Regions from separate parts of the Mus musculus genome. Here all the other regions are linked to region 3. Evidence: chromatin contacts called from public Hi-C and targeted proximity ligation data. All regions are on one chromosome and are shown on one strand. The core of a region is the stretch at or near the end of the contact, and the rest is flanking DNA. Distances in the headings are between cores, read along the strand shown.

Region 1 (3,274 bases), core at 1-2,500, 170 kb before region 3:
AGGTCAGAGGTCCACTCTGCATGTCACTCTTCAGGGGACAACTACTTTGTTTCTTTGAGAGAGAATCTGGAACTCATTGGTCTGGAGCTCACCAAGTAGGCTGGGCTGGCAGGCCAGAGAGCCCCAAGGATTCCCCGGCACTAGGCTTACAAGTTCGAGCCCACACCCAACTTTTTACATGGGTTTCTGGGACTCCAACTCAGGTCAGTCCTCATGCCTATACAGCAAGCACTTTACCTGCTAAACTGTCTCCCCAACTTATGAAACATTTATTAATCACCTACAGTGGACAGAAAATGCTCATGACAGCCAATTTCACCCCATGCCTCCACTGCCATTCCCTTGGAGGTACTCCAACCACTGGAACCCTACTTCATCCTTTGTGGAGACTCACTATGCATCTCAAGGGCAGGTCCAACCGGACCCTTGTGTTTTACACTCACCAAGACGAATCAGGCTCATCACAGAGCAAATATCTAGCATAAAGATGTTCATCTACTGAACACAGGAAATGGACTATGTCAAGAGCCTGCTATTCCAGAAACAAAGATGGGTATATTTGTGTTGTCCACAGTGCCAGAATTTATTGACTAACAATAAATTTTCAAGCCAAATACTTCCAATTTCCCCTTAATAGCTGACTGCTGACTAACATGTGTGTTTTTATTCTGATCTTAAGTATTAGTGTTAACTCTCAGATCACACCTTATACACCTCAGTGTGTGTGTGTGTGTGTGTGTGTGTGTGTGTGTGTGTGTATTAAAGAATAACCTCAAAAGTACAGAGATCACAGCACAGTTTAAAGAGACCTTACCAGAGGCAGAGAGCTACTAGAGACACAAATGGGCACTGCATCACTTCATTGGTTAGATAAGATATTAAGGACCCCAGTTGGAGAGCTGAAGGCACAGGATTGCAGAGCTGAGGGGTGCTACGGAAATGCAGGACCATAGAGAAGTGCAGGGCTGGTTCAGACAAAGACACAGACTGGTTTTCCACCAGTCGGTGGAAACCAAGCTGAGCTGGAGCCGGACAGTCCGCCTGTTGGTCCCATGACACACACATTGGATGATCAGATGCCAGGTCAATGGGGCCATCCCGACTGCGGTGCCAGGCGTCTCCTTCATAGGTCCAAGTGGTACTTTTCATCCTTAGGAGTAAATTGTCTGTGCCCTGTGGGTGGTGCTGGGCAGGTGGTGGTTCTTGTGCACACAGTGAGACAGAGTCATCATGACTCACTGTTGGAACTCACAGGAGGGCCAAATGCTGCCTCTCAAAGGCAGTCGCCCAGGGCAAGGCACAGCCCAAAGCCACTCTTTAACACAATATGGAGTAACTTGGAGCACAGCAGAGCTTGGTTCTCACAGGCTGTGTGACCTTGCAGCTGTAATGACTCATGAACACAAACCACAGTCCTACAAGCCATGAGTAAATACATGTTTGTGTGCTGGATAGATGATGTGTTTTAAAAAAAATACTTCAGATGAAGATGCTACAACAGTTTACTGTGTAAACTGTGGCCTTTACCAGGCCTATAATGTGATCGGTTCTGTGGCCTTCCCCCTACATTTTTGTCCAAAAAGTAAAGCAGGAAGAGGTTACCATCTAGCCCCTTGTCTCACAGTGACTACATGGGCCAGGGTTCAAATCCTGGCTTCTGTCATGGAGCTGTGACTTGGACTGCTGGGTTCTTCACCACATGTGAAAACCAGCAAGGCAGATGGCTGTTTAATGTCATATAATCCACTAGATTAGTGACTGCAGCACCCTGGGAAGCTACCACCTGACATCTAGCTAACTGGTCAATGTTCCCTAGAGAGTTTCCCAGACCAGCCACACCTAAGATTTTCATAATCCTTATTTATCTTGGCTACAATAGTGGTTATTCCTTGGGTAGTCAAAGAGAGCAGGATGTTGCCCCAGGGTAGTTAGGTATCCACAGTTAACAGATGTAGGCCTAGAGGAGGGAGGGAAGAGGTACGTCTTGCCTGGTCCTTCTCTTTCCTTGATAAAATGGTACTTCAGCTAAGCTCCACCTTCCCGAGCTGTGTGTTCTTGAACCATCATTCACCCTCTCTAGGGAAAGAAGGATGTTCAAATAGAAGCTTTTTTCCAAGGTTCCACTTGGGCTGGGGATGTGGCTCAGCAATGGTGATGGGCTTGCCTCAGGTGCAGGCTGGGTTCCACGCCCAGCATTGAAATAAAAGTCCTTCCATGCAATGTAGGAGAAATCAAGATCAGAGTCAAGAGTCCAAAAAGTCTAAGAACCCACTTCGTTTCTGTAGTCTCTTCTCTAACCCCAGCTGTAGCTGAGAATTTGGGTTCTACTGTGACCTCAGTAAGCAAAAGCTGGGAGATACACCATTTAGTCGACAGCCTTAAACATATGTGTGACCACCACTACTGCCTTGTTATCTCCTGAGCCTTCGTCCCCCAGGCTCTCTGAACACGATGTCTGCACCTCCTGCCAGCAATGGTGTGTTCGTTGTCATCCCGCCCAGCAACGCCAGCGGCCTCCGCCCACCTCCAGCCATTCTGCCCACCTCCATGTGCCAGCCTCCAGGGATCATGCAGTTCGAAGAGTCACAGCTGGGGGCGCAGGCGCCCAGAGCTACTCAACCACCTGATCTTAGACCAATGGAGACGTTCTTGACCGGAGAACCCAAAGCTTTAGGGGTAAGGGCAGCTTGTCATGTGACTTGAGACAAACTTGCTGGGCAGGCAGAGTGCCTCACGCTCAACAGGGAGAGGTGGAGGCAGGGGATAGATGTGAGAATTCATTCATGCACTACACAGACAAGAATTCCCTTCCCCCTTTGACCTCACCCAATAAATGAGAAAATAAATGACCAGAACTCCAAAGAGGATTAAGAATGATGGATGGGGGACGGCAACGCTAGCAAAGACGGAAATATCTCTCTGGGGAGCCGACACTGAGGCTAGATCTTACAAGTTAAAGCCAGCCCAGCAAGAGCGGATGGGCAGAAGGATGGGTGAGGGGTAGGATTAACTATCATGAAGACCAGCAAATGCAAAGGCCCTGAGGTGGGAATGGGTGTGGCTTGTCAACGAAAGATACAGAATACTGTCGTGCTTGTAATGTAATGAATAAAAGAAAGGCTGACAAGGGATGAAAATGAAATGATAGGTGAGAGCCAACTCCTGTAGAGCTGAGAATCCACCAAGTGTGGCTTCCAAGCCCTTCTCCCATCTCAAACGGCCTAGATAGTGGTCTCTAAGAAGGATAAAATATAGATTAGATAGATGAAATAGA
Region 2 (3,438 bases), core at 893-3,392, 140 kb after region 3:
CTAAAGCTCTAATGATAAATGGCATAGGCAAAGCTGCCAGGCAGTGACCAGAAAGAGTCAAGTTAACCCTTAACTCAGTAGTTCCGTTAGCTTTCTGCTTCTGCACATTGCACACAATGACTCTCCTAAGAGTCCCAGTGTTTTGACTTAGTTTTACTAATATAAGATTTTACATATTCTATACTTGCTTATCCAGGAAACCACTCTCAAATGTCATATAAAACTTATTTCATAACTTTAATAATTTTTTTTCCTTTCTTGGGGTCCCAGTGTTGGCTCTATTTCATTTTCTAATAATTTCTTCAAACTTTCTTTGCAAATCAAGCATTGATCTGGAACTACCATTGTGTAGCTACTGCATTGTTTCCAAGATGAGCACACACAGCATGCACCTGGGCCCTTAGGACTGAGCTGTGCTGTGCTGTGCTGTCCCATGCCTCAATTTTTAATTGTTTAAGAATCATTACATCAGCCGGGCGTGGTGGCGCATGCCTTTAATCCCAGCCCTTGGGAAGCAGAGGCAGACAGATTTCTGAGTTCAAGGCTAGCCTGGTCTACAAAGAGGACAGCCAGGGCTATACAGAGAAACCCTGTCTTGAAAAAGAAGAAGAAGAAGAAGAAGAAGAAGAAGAAGAAGAAGAAGAAGAAGGAGGAGGAGGAGGAGGAGGAGGAGGAGGAGGAGGAGGAGGAGGAGGAGAAGGATCATTACATCAAGGAACATCTAGTTTCACAGAATTCACCAGAGTAGAAGGAGAAAGAAGTAAGAAAGTCAGATATAATAGAATAATTATGCATACCAAGGTCAACTGAAAAGCAGTCACACACAAATAAAATCTATATAGCCATTGTCTAGGGCTAATGTTAGAAGAAATGGAACAACTGTTTTTTACAAAGAGCTGCCATGGGCTACTGAGATGTCTCCATCCTAGCCTACTTCAGGCAGTCCCTTATTTCAGATAGCAGGTCCCCTGGAGGGATGTGTCTCCTGTTTCTCAGGGTCCCAGACGCCATCCTTTTCTACAAGGAGCTGCTATGGGTTTCTGAGATGTCTCCATCTCTGCCTACTGCAGGCAGTCCCTGTCATTGTATGCTGTCCCCAGCACCCTATTACAGCTCCCCTGATAGGACCCTGATTTGTCTGCCCATCCAGACGAGCAAATAAATATTCTTCTAAGCATTTTGTCAGAAAAACACCTCTGGGAGCCTTTGGCCTGGGATACATATGTTTACCTCCTTAAACTGGCACTACAGCATAAAATACAGACTAATACTCTTCTCCCCACAGGAGTCCAAGATTCTTCATGGTGTCCCTGTTGCACACTCTGGGATGAAGTGTCTTCTCATTTGCAGGGAGCAACTTAGGAGCCAGGAACAGTGTGTGAAAACCAAAGTGCATGCATCATAATACCCCAGCTGCTAACATTTAAAGAGCAGGAATTTTACATAAAAAAAAAAAAAAATCCAGGCTCTGACTTCTCTCAAAAATGTGGCCAACTTGGCATCTTGGCTTCCTTCCAGCCTGGCACTGGCAGGTCAGAGCTGACTCAAGACTGCCCCCTTGTGGTAAGATAATATGGCATCATGCCCACCATGGCCACCCAGACTACAACCCACTTTGCCTCCTCGGTCACTCTACGAAGGCAAGGACTAGCTGCCTATCTTCTTTTGGTTTTTAAAGAAAAATAAACTTTTTAAAAGTCTTCCACTTATCATGGATACATTTTACATTTACTGTTGTATTTATGTGTTTGTTTGTTTGATGTGGGTGGGTGGGTGCCTCTACCACAGAGGTGTATGGAGGTTAAACTTGGCCCTGGCTATCAAACTCAGGTTGTCAGACTCGGCCTTCTGTTCCTGCCAGCAACCCACTCTCTAATGAGGACAGGCCAGTGAGGAGCTGGTGGGATCTGACCAGCAGAGAGGCACCTGGCACTTACCTTTGTCACTTTATCCACAGTGTCTTTATCACCAAGATAGCAAGAGTCTCTCCACTCTGTGAAATCAGGTGACTTGGTGCTACCTTCTCAGCCACGAAAACTCCCTAGATTCTGAGAATTTTTAGCCCTTTCCTCTCCTGACGAGGGTAAAGATGTTATCAGGGCAAGTTTGCATTTCTTATCAGGCCCCATTAGTGGCCCTCCAGGGTCTGATTAGAGCAGGCCAGACGAACTTAATAAGCAGTTCTCCACACAGCTTCAGGCCCAGAACTTCTCCCTAGCACCTTAAGCCTGAGAAGGGATCATGAAGTGGCTCTGGGTCCTTGGGCTTGTGGCCCTCTCAGAGTGCTTGGTCAAGTAAGTACAAACCGACAGCTATCAGCGGTCTTCCTGGCCTCTTTTTCTCTCCTGTAAAACTGTCTGACCCTCTCATCCCCTGCCCATCCCATGGTGAAGGAGGAAATGAAATCCCCAGTGGCCTTCATAACCTCCAGGTGTCCATTCATCAGTGATAGCTTGCCAAGAACACTGGAAGGCCCAGAAGTCTTGGGGCTAGTGTGCAGCAGCAGAAGTCACATCATGGGCTGTGTGGGTGTCTCTTACCAAAATCCTTACGTGTACAACTTGTGCATCTGTAGGGGTATAGCTGCTACACTGTCTTTTAGGTCTCTCTCAGAATGTCTGTCTGTCTGTCCATCCGTCCATCCCTATAGATCCCTCCTCCACCTCTCTGAGAGTCTCAGTGTCCACAGACCTCTATCTCTCTTTGGGCTCAGACCTCATCATTAGCCACGTTAACTCCCTGACACTTCCCTTTTTTCTCTCCTTCCTCACTTCTGATTGAAACAAGGCAGGTCTGAAGGCTGTTTCCACCTGCGTGCAATGGAGGTGGAGACGAGATGATAAAAAAAAATGTAAGGTTATCCTCAGTTATATATCAAGTTTCTTGCCAGCCTAGGATGCATAAGAACCTGTATATATAAGGAAAGTCAACGTGTGTGTGTGTGTGTGGGTGGGTGGGTGGGGTATTTCATAGGTCTAGCTTTGATGGTAACCATCATGGTGACCAGAGCTGAGTGGCAAGGAAAGTGGGGTTGGGGTAGAATGTCTCATTTTCCATCCTTCCTTCCAGGCTACTTTGAGAAGGACAATACACTGGCAGGAGTGTTGGGACAGACAGCAAGTGTTCCCCACCCATCACCCATCACCCCCACCCTCACCCCAAGCCGTCAACCTGAAGCGGGTTATTGTCCCATCTTCTTTACAGAAAGGGAAGCTAAACAGTTCAGAACGGTCCCATGGCTTGCTCGAGAGCGAATAACAGAGCCTGGACTGGAAACCCTGCCATTGTCTTCTCATTGTGTTCGGTGGCCCTTCCCAGTAATTGTCTTCTTTGGAAAACTCACCTCGCAATTACAATGCAAGGTGTGGTTCCTCTGGTTGCCTCTTGGCTGTCTCTCACTTAATTTCCTTCTGGATGCTCGTTTAAAGAATCCCTCTG
Region 3 (3,350 bases), core at 415-2,914:
TTTCTTCTGCTTCCCCTTCCAAGATGTCCCCTGAAGATGTTCCATTTAGGTTTAGATATTTTAGTTCTGAAAAAAAAAAGATATTCTCTTATGCAACGACAGTGCACTTTACAAAAATCAGGAAATTACCCCAGAAGATTCTGTGGATCAGTCCAGTAATATCTAGGAGGAAATTCTGCTCAACATTCTGTGCGCGGTTCTCTCCTCTATTCTCTTTCATCTACAATGATTTACCAGCTTTTTTCAGTTGTGAGCCTAGCCTCTAATGGCGGAGGCATCTCTCCAGTCCTTACCAGCTTTTTCTTTCTCTTTCATAGTGTTGATCTTGAAGCACGCAGAACAGTTGTTCTGTCAAATGCCCCTTAACTCTGTCTGACAATTGCTCCTGACATTTGAGTCATGCCTCGTTGGGCAGGGATGTCATAGGTTGATGTGTATACATCTTAGCATCTCTTTTCAGGAAGCACATGGGATGGACTGTCCCATCGCTGCTGGCCTAACTGATCACTTTCTGCTGGGCTGCTCTATTAGAACTTTCTCTTTCTTCTCTGGGATTAATATGCACTTTCTAGGGAGATATTTTTTGAGAATGGACACAGAAGCATGTAAGTATTCTTATTCCCATAAACCTTTCCCAACTTGTCATAACATAGATAACCTTGCCCAAATCAGTTATAATTATGGCTGCTAGTCTGGGATCTTAGAACTCCCTTCTTTATCTATCACTACTCATCTGCTTTTCTTAGCTGCCTCAATGGGTGAGATCTGATTGGCTTGGTGCATAGAAAGCTGGTAGGAATGAAACCAAGACTGACATCTGCCCTCAGGGAAGCCTCTGATGGCTGCCATCTTGTCCTGCCTCAGATGTTAAGAGTTTGGCTCAGCAACTCTGCCACTGTGGGGCATTTTCCTTCCACTTGGGACTCCAGTATTGAGAGTTGAATCCCTTTTTAAGCTACAGAAGCTATGGGAAAAAGCTAAATAAGCACATTTTTCAATGATATTATTTCAGAAGATAATACACACAGGAAAAGTGATAAAGCAGCCTGGATTAGAGATGCATGTGAGAGCGCCAAGGCCATCTGAGCAGAATTCTGGGTAACACCCATATCTGTGGATACTGGCATCAGGGAAGACATTATTCCAGGCACACAGAATAGCTGCAGCGCAGTGTGTGTGTGTGTGTGTGTGTGTGTGTGTGTTCACGTGTGTTTGCGTGTTAGCAAACCACCGTATATGTATGGAAGTCAGAGAACAACTTGCTGGAGACAGTTCTCTCCCTCCACCTCCTGGGTTCTGGGGATTAAAGGATTATATGCAGGTTGTCAGGCGTGGCAGCAAGTACCTTTGCCAGCTGAGCCACCTAGACCACCTCAGACTTTTCTTGAAGGAATGGAAAAAGAGAAAGAGTGTCCGTTGTTTACTATGCAGTTCAGTGCTGTCTAATCTTTTATCTTCGGAACCAAGGTTGCTGTGGGGAAAGTTTCACTAATTAGTGGGAGCAGTCAAGGATGGAGGCAAATGGGATGGTGGGGAGGGGCTTGTGCTGTGAGGGGCGGGAGTACAGTTTATAGTCGGTGCTGGTAGCCACGCCCTCTTACTCCTCAGCCCACCTCCAGCTTCTCCTGCTTCCACTTTCATAATAGAGAAACGGAACCGTGGAAAGGATTGGCGGGCACTTAAGAAGCCGGCCACAGTAGCTGGCCTCTTCTACCAGCTCTGCCCACTCCCGCCCAGTTCTAGTGAAACTTCAGAAGCAATGTAAACATTAGTCATCCTTATTGTAAAACACTTGTAACAACACATTTTAAAAAGTATAGCAAGAGACCAGAAGTCTCACCCAGCACCTTCACGCAGCTCGCCTTTGTCCTCGAAGAAGGCATTTGTTAATTCTCAGAGAACACTTGGCCGGTTAGCACACGGGTGGGAGTGCTAATAAGTAGGCACAGGCGGTTTCTGAGCAGCTTTTGTGAAGTGACCGGGAGCACGTGATCCACTGGGGTCTGCCAACAACTCTAAACTCTATCCCTTCCACTGTGAACTTGAGAAAGTCCCCACCCTCTCTCAGGTAAAATGAGTTGTACCCAGCCCCTCAACTCTGGGGCTGTGACAGACCCTGTGACTCCCTTTAGTCCTCTAGAGATAATATTTAGTCACCAACATCTGTGAGGCTGTTTAAGCTCTGGCCATATCAACAAAGTCACAAAACCAAGGCTTTAGAAGAACTTGATTGCTTATAGACCCTACAAACATCCAGAAGTAAAGGAAGGCATCTCCCTCCATCTTTCTGATTCCTGTTTCCTCTTCTAGAATTCTCTAGAATTCTAGCCTTCTCCCTCTGAGCTGCTGCTGAATTTCTGTTGCAGAAACGAGTGTAGAGGTGGGTGATTTAGTGTCCTAGGGCTAAGTGACAAAGTCCCAAAGGCAAGGTGTGAAATAAATAAGAGATAATTAATTCCACACAGCCCTGGAGGTTTGAATTAAGGCCCAGGGTCAAGATGTCAGCTGCTGGGGTTCTTACAAAGGTCTGTGAGGGAGCGTGTGTTCCAGGTCTCCTAGCTCCTGCAAGTTGGTGTCCATCTTGGGTGCTCCCTTGGCCTGTAAAAGCATTCCTCCCAGGCTGGGGCTGGAGCAATGTGGTAGACCTGCTTTGCTAGCAGTAAGTCTTAGAATTGATGCCCAGCACGAGGCATGGTGGAGTACACTGTCACCCTAGCACTCAGGAAGTAGAGGCTCTGGAGGATTAAGAGTTCAAGGCCATTCTCAGTTCCATTGAGTTCAAGGTCAGCTTGGACTGGCTGCATGACACCTTGTTTCAGAAAACAAACAGCAAAATACTACTCTGCTCTCTGCCTTCACCTTAACTTAGTTTTTTCCCCTGGGCACTACATCTGTGTGGTTTTATGAAGACAACAGTAATATTGACTTAAGACCTGATCCCACAGGTCTCATTTTAAGTTGAAGAACTCTACAAACACTTTATTTTTAAATAAGGCTACATTCTGGGGTTTAGAAGTTTAGATTCTAACACTTAATTGTGATGGTAAAAAGTATTACACACATGCATATACCAAAATTTAAAAGAACATAATTATGGCACTTTTGTGGGTTAGAATAATACCTACTTTTTTGTTGTTAGCTTCAAAATAACTAAACTTCATTATGGCATTTGAAAATTTTTACTTATTTTTATTTTATGTGTGTGAATGTTTGCCTGGATATATGTATGTGCATGTGTGGTGCTCTCTGAGGATAGAAAAAGACACTGGAGCTCCTGGAACTCGAGCTCTTGATGATTCTGAGCTCTCATGAGGATGCTGGGAGCCAAACCCAAGTTATCTTCAAGAACA

What was found. A called contact is a pair of places that touch in the nucleus more often than the background predicts.
Region 1: a contact with region 3 is called in a targeted proximity ligation map of pancreatic cancer cells. A contact is called at or near these places in 5 of 39 promoter capture datasets (the C10 cell line, cranial neural crest, hematopoietic stem and progenitor cells and 2 more), 3 of 130 datasets of targeted methods (embryonic stem cells, memory CD8 T cells and pancreatic cancer cells) and 2 of 9 other capture datasets (liver and pancreatic islet).
Region 2: a contact with region 3 is called in a Hi-C map of bone marrow-derived macrophages, with 39 read pairs. A contact is called at or near these places in 13 of 39 promoter capture datasets (the C10 cell line, the HPC-7 cell line, the SN4741 cell line and 9 more), 15 of 484 Hi-C or Micro-C datasets (the AML12 cell line, CD8 T cells, DN3 thymocytes and 9 more), 15 of 130 datasets of targeted methods (the NIH/3T3 cell line, bone marrow-derived macrophages, double positive thymocytes and 9 more) and 4 of 9 other capture datasets (adipose tissue, liver, macrophages and 1 more).

The regions. Positions count from the first base shown.
Region 1 is chr19:10,984,072-10,987,345 of GRCm38.p6, reverse strand. It overlaps Ms4a15 (membrane-spanning 4-domains, subfamily A, member 15), which reads left to right. Exons shown (of 7, transcript NM_001034898.2): 2 at 2,502-2,676. Among named protein-coding and RNA genes, the nearest start is that of Ms4a15, 7.5 kb to the left of the region's middle.
Region 2 is chr19:10,676,775-10,680,212 of GRCm38.p6, reverse strand. It overlaps Pga5 (pepsinogen 5, group I), which reads left to right and starts at 2,142. Exons shown (of 9, transcript NM_021453.4): 1 at 2,142-2,294; 2 at 3,429-3,438. The coding sequence starts at 2,242.
Region 3 is chr19:10,817,030-10,820,379 of GRCm38.p6, reverse strand. The region is part of intron 1 of Cd6 (CD6 antigen); the gene reads left to right. Among named protein-coding and RNA genes, the nearest start is that of Cd6, 11 kb to the left of the region's middle.